Regions from separate parts of the Sus scrofa genome. Here region 1 is linked to region 2. Evidence: chromatin contacts called from public HiChIP or PLAC-seq data. All regions are on one chromosome and are shown on one strand. Each heading gives the region's core, a stretch centred on a gene start, on an enhancer-like site or on the middle of the called end of the contact. The rest is flanking DNA. Distances are from core to core; before and after follow the strand shown. Region 1 has its middle 78 kb from the start of LDLRAD3. Region 2 overlaps LOC106509375 (a long non-coding RNA gene).

What was found. HiChIP or PLAC-seq counts read pairs in DNA pulled down with a chosen protein or histone mark.
Region 1: an H3K27ac HiChIP or PLAC-seq map of alveolar macrophages shows a contact between it and region 2. The contact joins two enhancer-like sites. A contact is called at or near these places in 1 of 5 promoter capture datasets (liver) and 1 of 2 datasets of contacts at active chromatin or transcription factors (alveolar macrophages).

The regions. Positions count from the first base shown.
Region 1 is chr2:25,230,936-25,236,201 of Sscrofa11.1, forward strand. No RefSeq gene overlaps it. Among named protein-coding and RNA genes, the nearest start is that of LDLRAD3, 78 kb to the left of the region's middle. Within about 2 kb of position 3,171, at least 5 of the 83 cell types and tissues checked have an H3K27ac peak or open chromatin away from gene starts, as enhancers often do. A contact at or near this core is called in alveolar macrophages, where this site is marked.
Region 2 is chr2:25,158,967-25,164,899 of Sscrofa11.1, forward strand. It overlaps LOC106509375 (a long non-coding RNA gene), which reads right to left. Exons shown (of 3, transcript XR_002341512.1): 2 at 3,502-3,758. Among named protein-coding and RNA genes, the nearest start is that of LDLRAD3, 6.6 kb to the left of the region's middle. Within about 2 kb of position 4,500, at least 15 of the 83 cell types and tissues checked have an H3K27ac peak or open chromatin away from gene starts, as enhancers often do. A contact at or near this core is called in alveolar macrophages, where this site is marked.

The DNA.
Region 1 (5,266 bases), core at 1,921-4,420, 71 kb after region 2:
CCTCACAGACATTGCCAGAAATGTTTAGCCCGGTCTCTGGGCACCCTGTGGCCTGGTTAAGCTGACACATAAAATTAATCATCGTGGGTGATTTTCTAAATCTATCATTCCTTCTACATTTATTAGGTAGCATTCTTTAGCTCATCCACTATGTAGTGCCCCTGAAGTATAATTCTCACAGAAAAGACAGAATAGACACATAATTCTTTTTCTTGATCAACTTTTAGAACTAAGTTGGTATATTAGCTACCAATGATTTCTTTCTTTTTTTTTTTTTTTGGTATCCTTAAGAATTCATGATTTGAAAAATATTTGATGTGTTTAAAACCACTACAGTCAATATTTCTTTTGATGCCTAAATTGTGCTATATTTGGCCAGTGGGAGCCCCTTCAAATTGGCTCCTGTGTCCTTTTGATATGAGACCACTAGTCCCAGGTTCGTTGCATACATTTCTTTCTCCAGACCGGTAAAAACTTGTTTTTCCAAGAAGCCCTGTGTCTCGGCCCAGGTTCTGTAGAAAACAGAGGCTTGGGCAAAAACATACACGCTATAACTCACCTGGGAAGAGTACAGTTCCAGGGAAACGAGGAAGTTGAACAAAGGGAAGTGAGGCTGGGGGTGGGGGTAGATGCAGTAGGAAGGGAGTTGGCCTCAGGGTGCCACAGCCTCACAGAAAACACAACCAATTGTTTTGTGGGATAGCACCTCTAGAGATAGGAGGTGCAGAACTACAGTATCTTAGAACCACCTGCTGATGGGGGTGGAAGGGCAGCAGTTCACCTTCTTTCTTTTCCCTGTTTGCTCGCTCACAAGCTGTGACCCCTGTGCATCCCCCAGTTGTGTTTCTTGGCTTCCATCACAGCTGTGGGGGAGGCTGGTCTCCACGCATCTAGACCAGTGAGTGTGTAGTGAAGGTGGTCTCTCCCTGGCAGTCACTGCTGTGCACGGGGGCTCACAGTATGTGCTGGTGGCAGTGGTTGTAGGCACAGCTTTACAACTAAGACAACAGTATGGGTTGTTGTCAGGGCTGTGTTTGCCAGGAAGCATGGCAAGTGTGCAAGGCCATTGGTGTAAATGGGCCAAGGAGCTGTGCACTAGCGTACTCACTGGGTCTGGTACCTCCACCCCTCCTGCCCCTCAGACATGTTCATACCTGCTTACAACATTCAGATCTCACAAGGAATAAATCGTCCTCATTTCTTTCCTGAGAGGGGAGATACAAGTCCAGTTCTTTCAGGAAATGTTCAGTTGCAATCTCCTTGAAAGACCTAAAGAGGTTTAGCAAACCAAGCTCTAGTCCCCACTGCCATAGCTGGTCCAACAGTCAAAATATACACTTAGCATCTCACTCCTCCACTACTATTATTTATTTATTTATTGTCTTTTTCTTAAGGCCACCCCCACGGCATGTGGAAGTTCCCAGACTAGGAGTCAAATTGGAGCTACAGCTACCGGCCTATACCACAGCCATAGCCACGTCAGATCTGAGCCACACATGCGACCTACACCTCAACTCACAGTAATGGCAGATCCTTAACCCACTGAGTGAGCCCAGGCATCAAACCTGAATTCTCATGGATACTAGTCTGGTTCCCAGGCACTAACCCAGCAAAATCCACATGGCAGGAACAGGAAGCTAAAATTCTGCATCTCTACTTGGACTGAGGGTGAGAAGGCCCAGGCTGCTTCCACCCCTTGGTGTCTGGACCCACGCGTGGCAGCACTGTCGATCAGCTCTGGTGCTGTGTGTGTCCTGCACCTAGTGTTGAGGTGTCCCTGAGCTAGCCTTTTAGTTGAGACTTCCCCAGGACTTTTCACCATTTTTATCAGGCCGGTCACCCCTAGGTGATGAAGGACATGGAAAACTGTTTTTAGCCTAATGTTTTGTATTTGCTTTGTAGTAAAATATTCTCTCTGGCCTAGCACAAAGTAGTGTGGGATATCATATGTCCTATAGATCAAGACATCTGTCACCTCTCAGATGATGGTGGTGGTGGAGGCACTGTTGGTAGAACAAACTTTTAACTTGAGTAGGTGGTGATTCTAGTGAGGAAGAAGGACTTTCCAAATTGGACGGAGTCTGACATCATCTACTTGCCACCAGGAGGCTAGCTCATCTCCCCATGAATTGGGCCATATCAAGGGCTCAGAAGAGCCCCTGCTGCTTGTATGTTAGGCCTTCAGCATCAAAACTTGGGCAGCTTGGAAGAAAAGGACTTCACATTTAGGGGCCTCCATTCCTGCCACAGTGGCTAATTTACTCATGGCCCATTCTACAAGCATGTCTGAGGCCAAGGACAGAGGCTAGCTGATGTCAACTAGATATTTTGTGCCTACTCCCTACTCATTCATGTACTTCTTCCCCAGACTTCTTTGTTTCTGATTTTATTTGGCGTCTCTACCACCATCTACCACCATCTAAGGGCTGACAAAATGCCTGAGTTATCACCAGAGAATCCTATACTACGTTACAACCAAACCAAAGAGCACATTTTACTACCAAGCAGGTATGGCACATTGGGTTTAAACCAAAGATGCCCAGTCTCTCATGTCCCTTGTCACTCGGGGATGACCAGCCTGACAAAAAATGGTGGAATGGCCTGGTGAAATGTCAGCTAGAAGGCCAGATCAGAGACATCTCGCAGGGTTAGGACACTGGAGGTGGTATACGGACTGTAGTCTTTTTCCTTCCAGATCCCTGATCAATAAGCTGAACCATTCACTATTGACAAGGAGCTGGCACTTCCACACATTAACTCTGCCCACTGGGAGGATTTCCTCCACCACTACTTCTGGGGGCCACCTCTAAGTGGGGCTGTAATGTGGCAACTGCTCATTTTTGATGAGAGTTGACATTTATTTTCATGTTTCTAGAGCCAAGTCCAAGTCCTACTGGGTGACTCAGAGGGATGAGAGTTTCCAGTGAGGCTCAGAGACAAAACGGGCTCCCCAGTTTGTGCAGGCTTCCCCAACACTTAGACTATAGGACCCAGCATCTCCCAGAGTACTAGAAGTATCTAGTGGCAGAGAGTGATGCTGTGGGCTTTTAAACAAACTTCAGTAGGAGATGCAGGGCAGACTCCAGAGTCCTGCAGCAAGGCCCGTGCCTTGCTTCTGGGCTCTACCCAAGACTAAATGCCTGACCATGGAACACCAAGTGACTATGTAACCACAAATGTTCCTTATGCTCTGAGTATTATCAGAGCCAATGAGTCATAGGGTTGGGTGGATATAGCAGTCATCCACTGTATGATAAAAGTGATACATTTAGGATTTGGCACAAGTAAATGACATGAACAGGTGGTCCAGCCAACCCCCAGCACCTACCTCTTTTGTTCAAATGCATCTCTCAACAGAAGGGCAATAGAGAAGGTCTTTCCTTGTCACATAAGAGAGAACTGTTTTTGACCTTCCTATTATTAGGAATAAAGGCAAAAATAATTCACCATATCAACAGCCACATATCAAGTGTCAGAGATATTGCAACTGGCACGGCAGCTGTGCTGCAATTGGTGCTACTGCCTGGTTAAGTGCACAGTAATTTTCCACCACCATTCTCCAAGATGTGTCTGGTTTTTACAAAGGTTAGAAAAATGAATTGAATAGAGATGCGATCCCTGCATTCTTTAAGTCTTCAATAGTATCACTAATTTCTGTAATTCCTCTCGAAATGACATACTACTTCTGATTTACTGCCTTGGCCAGGACAAAGGACAGCTTCCATGGCCCTTCCTATAAAAACGACTTTTCCCCCATCAGGCAGGGAACCAATGTGAAGGATCTCTTAAAGATATTCATCCCATTTCTGTATTCTAGCCAAAGTTATCATCAGTTATCATCAGAGAAATGAACAAGGGGTGGACCCACAGACTTCCCCCCCAGGGTATCACTACCATGGCAAAAGGCAACATGTCTGTTTGGGGAAAGATTGGAGAATTACCATCTCCAATTGCAGGCTCCTTCTGTAAAAGGGTTCAATCCCTCCATCACTGGTCTAAGGATTTGTGAGCTGACTTAGATCCAAAACTGGATGAGGAACAGGTATTAGCCTTTTGCTCTCCAGCTATCGGTACTTTTTCACTATAAAAACTGAGCCATACTCTTATCCATCTGCCTAACCACCATGAACACCAAAGTCCACTAGCCAATGCCACAAATTCCTGCAGGTCAAGATGCCCTGAATGCCACTCTGGCCTTCTGCACATTAAAGTAATCAGGCCTCTTGTCCCTGGTTTTAGGTGCTGCCACGTGTTTTTTGTTTTTTTTTGCCATTTCAGAATCCCATCATTCCTAAAGATAGCAGAAAGCCTCATTCCGTGGCAATATTCCTCATTGTCAACTCAGCCTTCGAAGATGCCACTTCCCTTCCCACTAGTGAAATCTCTAGTGAATGAGCCACTGTCTGTGTCCTCTAGGAGCACAAGGTCAGGCTATGGGTTTTCAGGTCTTACATCCTATGTCCATTCCACTGTTAGTATTTCCCTAAATTTTTTGGCTTTTTCAATATTCTGCCATAGCAGTTCTGACATTATTACATTGTTATGGTAGGCCATTGTCGTGTTCAAGTTTCAAGGACCCATTCTAGGTAACTAGATTGGCTTCAAATGCCCTTTTCAGAATTTGTGGGTCACAGGGGTGTGCACTCATCCATTAGCCCCATATTCTGCCCCTTCTCCTAGTCTAATATCCTAAAGGTCCCCTCCCACATAAGTTTCCTGATTCCTGTTGGTACAACTCAGCCAGTTCCTAAAATTTATTTGGGGCATAGGCAATTTCCTCCCAGAGTGGGGGCTGTAATTCCCCACTCAGGCTGTGCTGGGATCTGACCCTGGTTATCAGCCTGGGAACAGTAAAATGAGTAGAAGCGGATCTTAAGAAGACCAAGCTTCCCATCATGAGGCATTTACTGCAGGTAAAGTCACTGATTATTCTGGTATACAGGGAGGGGGTAATTCTGAGGAATGTTGAGATTCAAGAATCGGAAGCTCGTTTACCCACCGTCCCCTCCCTGAGCCTCAGAAGCCCAATCTTTTTCCACCAGGGCTCTGGCAATGACATGAGATATTTATTTTGGCTGCACATTTAGTATCCTTTGTAGTTCTGACTTTTATAATCAGATCTTTGATCTGATTTTCAGCATGATCTGACTTGCAGGGGTAGGAGACGAAAACGTTAAGGCTACCAAACAGGCCCTCTGGCTTTCCCTGTGTGCCTTAAAGTGGCAATGAACTGTCCCGGGCTCATTAATTTCCTTTTTGAAAGTTC
Region 2 (5,933 bases), core at 3,250-5,749:
CAGTGCCTGGTAATTTCCATATCAATAATTTCCATTAGCGTAATGGAACACAATAGAAGCTGCTCCAGAAATAACAATGTGTAATAAAAAAAGCAATCATAGAGAATCATTTGGCAGCAAAGTAGATAACCAATAAGCCAATGACCTAATCAATAGGTATTAGATACATTAAATGCAGAAGATAATTCAGAAGAATCCATTAGCAGAAATTCTAACAAATAAATTACATAAAAATAATCAATGCATCTAGCTGACAATGTAACTGATAACAGTGGATCCGGAAGCAATTTCAAAGATTTGCATTGCTCACATTTGCATACCTTTTCAAGTTGTACATTGCAAGCTACACCTCCTCCCCCATCTTAAGCCCCTTCCTTAATCTTTTTTCTAAATTAGCTTGTTGTTTTACTATGTGGTAATGAAAAATGGATAAAGGCAGTCATATGGGTTTTCTGTCTCTCTAGAACACATCTTGATGAAACATACTCAATATCTGCTACTGGCTTTGGAGGCAAAAGCTATGACAGAAGAGTCTTTGCTTCTGAAGGCAGAGGCAAAGAAAGAGGGAACTTGGGAGGGAGTAGCACTGGGGGGGGTGAACTAGGGAGACTAGTTATAAAGATGGATGGATGGATGGATGCATGGATGGATGGATGGATGGATGGGTGGATGCCCTTTAAAGTGGGACAGGAACATCCTTTTGTTATGACTGTCCAGAATGTCGGCCTGCCTCCTGACTGGAAAAAGGGAAGCAAAAGACACTTCCTGTGGCCTTCTACTCTATCAGATTGATCAGCATAATTTTTTCCGCTTTACAACCGTTTATTTAGTTTGATTTTGTACACCTGAAAAGCATTTACACATTGCAAAGTTAGCTGACTGGGAGAAGACGAGATACTGATAGAACTATTATGTATTATGTAACTGGTGTAATGCTTTCATTTTGATTTACTTAGGGAAGCAAGTAGGAGTGGGCTATAAGCCATAGTCACTCATGGAACTTGCTCCCAGGACAAGGCACAGAACCCTTGTCTTATCTCCCTTCACTTATCTCCCTTCACTCTTCGAGGTGTGGCTGGAAAGGAAGCAGAGGCTGCCATTTAGTGAACACCTACTACATATCAGGCACCATGCTTAGCACAGGTAAGTAATCTCTAACTTTATTGACTATTTTTCCCCCACAAAGTCATTGTTAGTGATGAGAAAAGTGCATCATTTTGGAAGGCAGCTATGCTCACCACTATACACCAACACTGCACAAAGTGCATCATTTTGAACACAAAGAGGAGAAAATGCTCTGCCCATCCCTGTAGAAAAATCCTAGAATCCCATGATTCTAAAAGAAAATATCAGCAGAGCCCTTTGATGCTCTTTGTACATAACAACGAAGTTAAGCCGGGGATGGTAAGATGGGGCTGTTATTTGCCCCTCTTAATGCCAAGGCAATAGTAGTGGCACTGGGCACCAGGATTAAGCCACTTAAAGTGAGATCAATAAAATCTAGAAACATCATCCTTTCAAATAGTCTTAGGTGTCAAGAGATAAAATTTGAATACTTCTTTGGGATGATCACTGGAAAAGAGAAAGAGCCTTTTAGTGATGCATGTAAAAGTAAGCCACACAACCACTGCTTTAAGAAAAACTATGAAATAATTATTAATATAAAAGTGATGATGCTGAAGGATAAAAATTTTAAAAACCTGATTCATGCAAATATAAAATGAACACATGTCAAGATTTTGACTCATTCACTAATTAATGAACCAGTGAGATGATACAATGGGTTCAAGGGAGAATTTAAAAATCAGACACATAGGATTTCCCATTGTGGCTCAGTGGAAAGGAGTCTGACTCGTATCCATGAGGATGCAGATTCAATCCCTGGCCTTGCTCAGTGGGTTAAGGATCTGGCGTTGCGGTGAACTGCAGTGTAGATCACAGATGCGGCTCAGATCCTGCGTTGCTGTGGCTGTGGTGTAGGCCAGCAGCTACAGCTCTGATTTGACCCCTAGCCTGGGAACCTCCATATGTCGTGAATGCAGCCCTAAAAAGATGAGGGGAAAAAAAAAAAGCAGATACACAGACATACAGACTGATATAAATGTGATTGATAGATGGATGCAAAACTGGCCTGACAGAGGATGCAACTTTCAAAATCCATGTACATGCTGTGGTAGGCAGAATTCCGAGCTGCCTGCCCCCTGGTGTGTACATCATGTATAATCCCCTCCCCCAGACTATGGGCAAAGCTGTGACTATGATGGATTTCTTCTCACGGTCAGGTTACGCTCGATGACAAAGGTGAAGTGTGGGGATTTTACAGGTGTAATTAAATCGCTGAGACTCTGAATTAACCAAAAAGGAGATTAGCTGAGTGGGTCTAACCTAATAAGATGAACCCTTAAAGCATACTGGACCATTCCTGAAGGAAGAGATTTAAGCAGGAAAGGCCAGCAATGGCCTCTGAAAAGCAAGCTGCCAACTAGGGGAGGACCACGTGACGGGGGATGGCAGGCAGCCTCTGGAATCTGAGAACCAAGAGCCAGCAAGAAAGAGGAACCTCATAATCGCAAGATGAATTCTTCCATCCACCAGACACCCTGGAAGAGGAACCCAAAGCCCCAGATGAGACCAAGTCAGCACCTGGATATCAGTCTGCCGAGACCCTGGGCAGAAGACCCAGCTAACATGTGCCCGGATCTCTGACCCATAGAAAATACCAGATAATGAATTTACATTACTATAAGTTGTTTAACTTGTCGTAGTTTGTTAAGGAGCACCAGAAACCTCTTAGGCAGGTCCACAGAAAAGAATGTTTTGCATTGGTACTGATTAGCTACCACTTATGAAGCTGTAAAGCAGCTCAAGGCAGTGAAAGGTACAGAGACCCCACAGAATCAAATAACCTGGAAGATAACACCTCGATTTGTATTGAAAGTATCCAGTAATCCATTTGGTCCCTACTGTGAGAAATGTTTCATTTGGCAAAATGCCTGTTTCACAGGCAATATTGCTTAATTTTGTTTTTTATTTAAAGGAAACCTTCCCCCCCCCAAAAAAAGATTTAGACTGCACTTTAATTTGTTTTTCTGGGCATATGAGGGGATGAGGGGTGGCTTGCTATTGGGAATTACAGAATGGAGACCCCAGAAGGCTGCAGAAAGCACCGGTCACCGCTGAGAAAATGGAACTGGGAAAAACCCAACTTGGACCGTGAGGCTGATGCTCGAGATTAAGTAAAAGTCAAGGCTGCCTCCATCCAGTCATGCATTTATTCCCTCAATGAACAAACCCAGTGCCTCCCGGGTTCCAGACAGAGGTACAGAAGTGAACAAACACCAGCAAGTCCCCAGTCTCACAGGATTTACATCCCGAAGGAGGAGCAATAACCCATATTTGGAGATCAATGATGAAAAGTTTCAGAATTTGAGAACTATACTGATATTTGACCTTTGTGCTCAGCCATGAAGAAACTTCTGGGGTTAAAGGTTGAGATCATACCTCTGTGGAAAGTGTTTTGAGAAAATTTAGTCCTCAGGCATTCTGGTAAGAGGCAGATCCAAGTAGAGAAAATGAGGATAATGATGATGCCGGGCTCTTAGACGGAGGTGAGGTTAGATGCATAGGCGCCTACTCTGATGTGGTCCAGCTTCCCAAGTAAATATAGACTAAATAAGGAATTGTCCTCTGGTGGGGATCAGCCCTTGTCTGCCATGTGGAGGTTGCCCTGGATGAAGCCCTAGAGGTTGCCCTGGACTCTGGATGAAGAAATATAGAAAATACAATAATAAATTAAGGTTAAATTGCTACATTTAATTCTGTGGTTAGTGATAATGACAGCTAATACATACAAGCACTTACTATCATTGTTCTAAGTACTTCACGTACAATAACTTATTTAAGACTTACCATCAACCAATGAGGTAGAAACTATTATCATTCCCATGTGACAGATGAGGCAACTGAGGCAGCGAATGGTTAAGTGATTTCTCCAAAGTCCCACAACTAGTGAGAGTGAGAGCTATGATTCACACCCAGACAGTCTGGCACCAGAATTCTAGCTCTTAACCCTCACTGAGCACCATCTTTGTAATAAGGGTTCCTTCAGACATGGGCAGAAACAGTTCTGAAGTCTGCTCTGCCTTGTAATTTACTTCTATTACTCAAACGCTTCAGTATTCTCAATAGCCATAGTCCATCTTCAGCCGCTCTATAGGAAATAAAGGGATTTTTATATCTTCTTCTGGTCTCAGTGTGGGCGCCTGCTGATTGTACAATAAGTAAAACTAGCAGTTATTTTTACCATTCTGGCAAATCTGTCACCTATTAAAAAAAAATGCCTCTTTCCTCATTTCTGAACTACATTTCTCCTTTCTCTTTGAAGAAATGCAGTTCTCCTCTGGGAGTTCTGCCTTAGAAATCTATACTGCTCATCTCCCCGCTAGGATTCAACTCCCCAGCACAAGCTCTGTGACTGCGAATCCCTGCAGCTGCCAGCAAACAATAAGTAATACAAAGGAGAACTGAGGGTTTCGAGTTTCCTGTTTACAGCCTCCATGCAACGGGGATCTCTCCGAGAGACGTGTAAGGCCGGCAACAAATTAACAAGGGTTTAGTTATTTTACAAGGGGGAACAATGGTTCCTCTGATCACTTTTGATTCATTCCATCTCTGGTTTCCATGGAGCATCATAAAAGGATCTATGTGTGTCAAGACGGGAGAAAGAGAAGTGGCCTGCGGCGCCCAGGGGAAGAAGCATCCACCTCCTGAGGCTCCTGCGAGAGAGGGTATCTCTGACACTTAGTACCCAGTTCCGGTCGTGGGCTGCTCTGTCTAGGGAAATGGCAATCCGATCCGGTATCACAGCCCTCATTCCAGCAGTCTTATTATTCTCTTCTCAGGCGATCTCTGCCCGTGGGTTCTAGTCCCTTTTTAGGAACTTGCCTCCACCTTTCCCCTTTTTTCTTCCCTTTTTATTGCCACGAGTTGAAAAGCTGTGTAGGAAATTACACTTGCCTGCTGAACTGCCTCTTAAAGGAAACTGTTGAATTTTCCAGAGATAACCCGGGAAGTTAGGGGTACCCTGTGGCAAACATCCGAGGTTTTGGGGGCCACACGGAGTGCGTTCCCCTTCCTTTGGACAACTTCACCAGCCCTTTCCCTTCTCAATCACGTGATTCTAGAAAATTTAGACCGCAGGCGGTGGGAGAAGAGCATGTGATTTAGGCCTAAGCCAATCTATTTCCTTGGCTGCCCATGTGGTTCACTGATAATCATGTGCGGATGAGATCCAGATAGAGAGGCAATGAGGCTGCCACTCTCTCCTTGCTGGACTTGGATGAGAGGGTAAGACTGGATACTCTGCAACCATCTTCCTACCTATGAGGAATGTGCGTCTACGGTACTGCCGAGCTGGGAAGAGAACAAGACGCTGGATCCTGAGGAGAGAGCAGGAGCCCCAGAATCATTTTATTTCTGAAGCAAATCCTGTTACCAGACACAGGATTACATGATTCAGTAAATTTTGTCCGGCTCCTACAGTCTTGGGTTGGATTTTGTTGCTTGCAACGGAAAGAGTTGTCTATTTTCCACTAGGGGACATGGAAAGGAAACTCCAAGAATAAGAGCTGCCCAGGCCAGGGGTGGGCAGATCACAGCCCTTCAGCCAAGAAAGTAAGTTTTACCTGAGGGTATTTGTCCCTTCACATTTATCATGAAAAGGCAGAACCTGCAAAATATGTTTTTAGAGCTATTAACTTTTCCATTCCCTTCCACCTAACACTGACTTTTTTAGGGGAGGAAAATCTATTTTTAGGCAGGAAATAATATTTCCAATTTATTATTCAAGTAATTGCTAGGCCTGCCTTAATGTGAACACAGACATGGGTTGAACTCCTCAAAAAGTCACTTTTTTTTTTTTTTTTTTTTTTGGT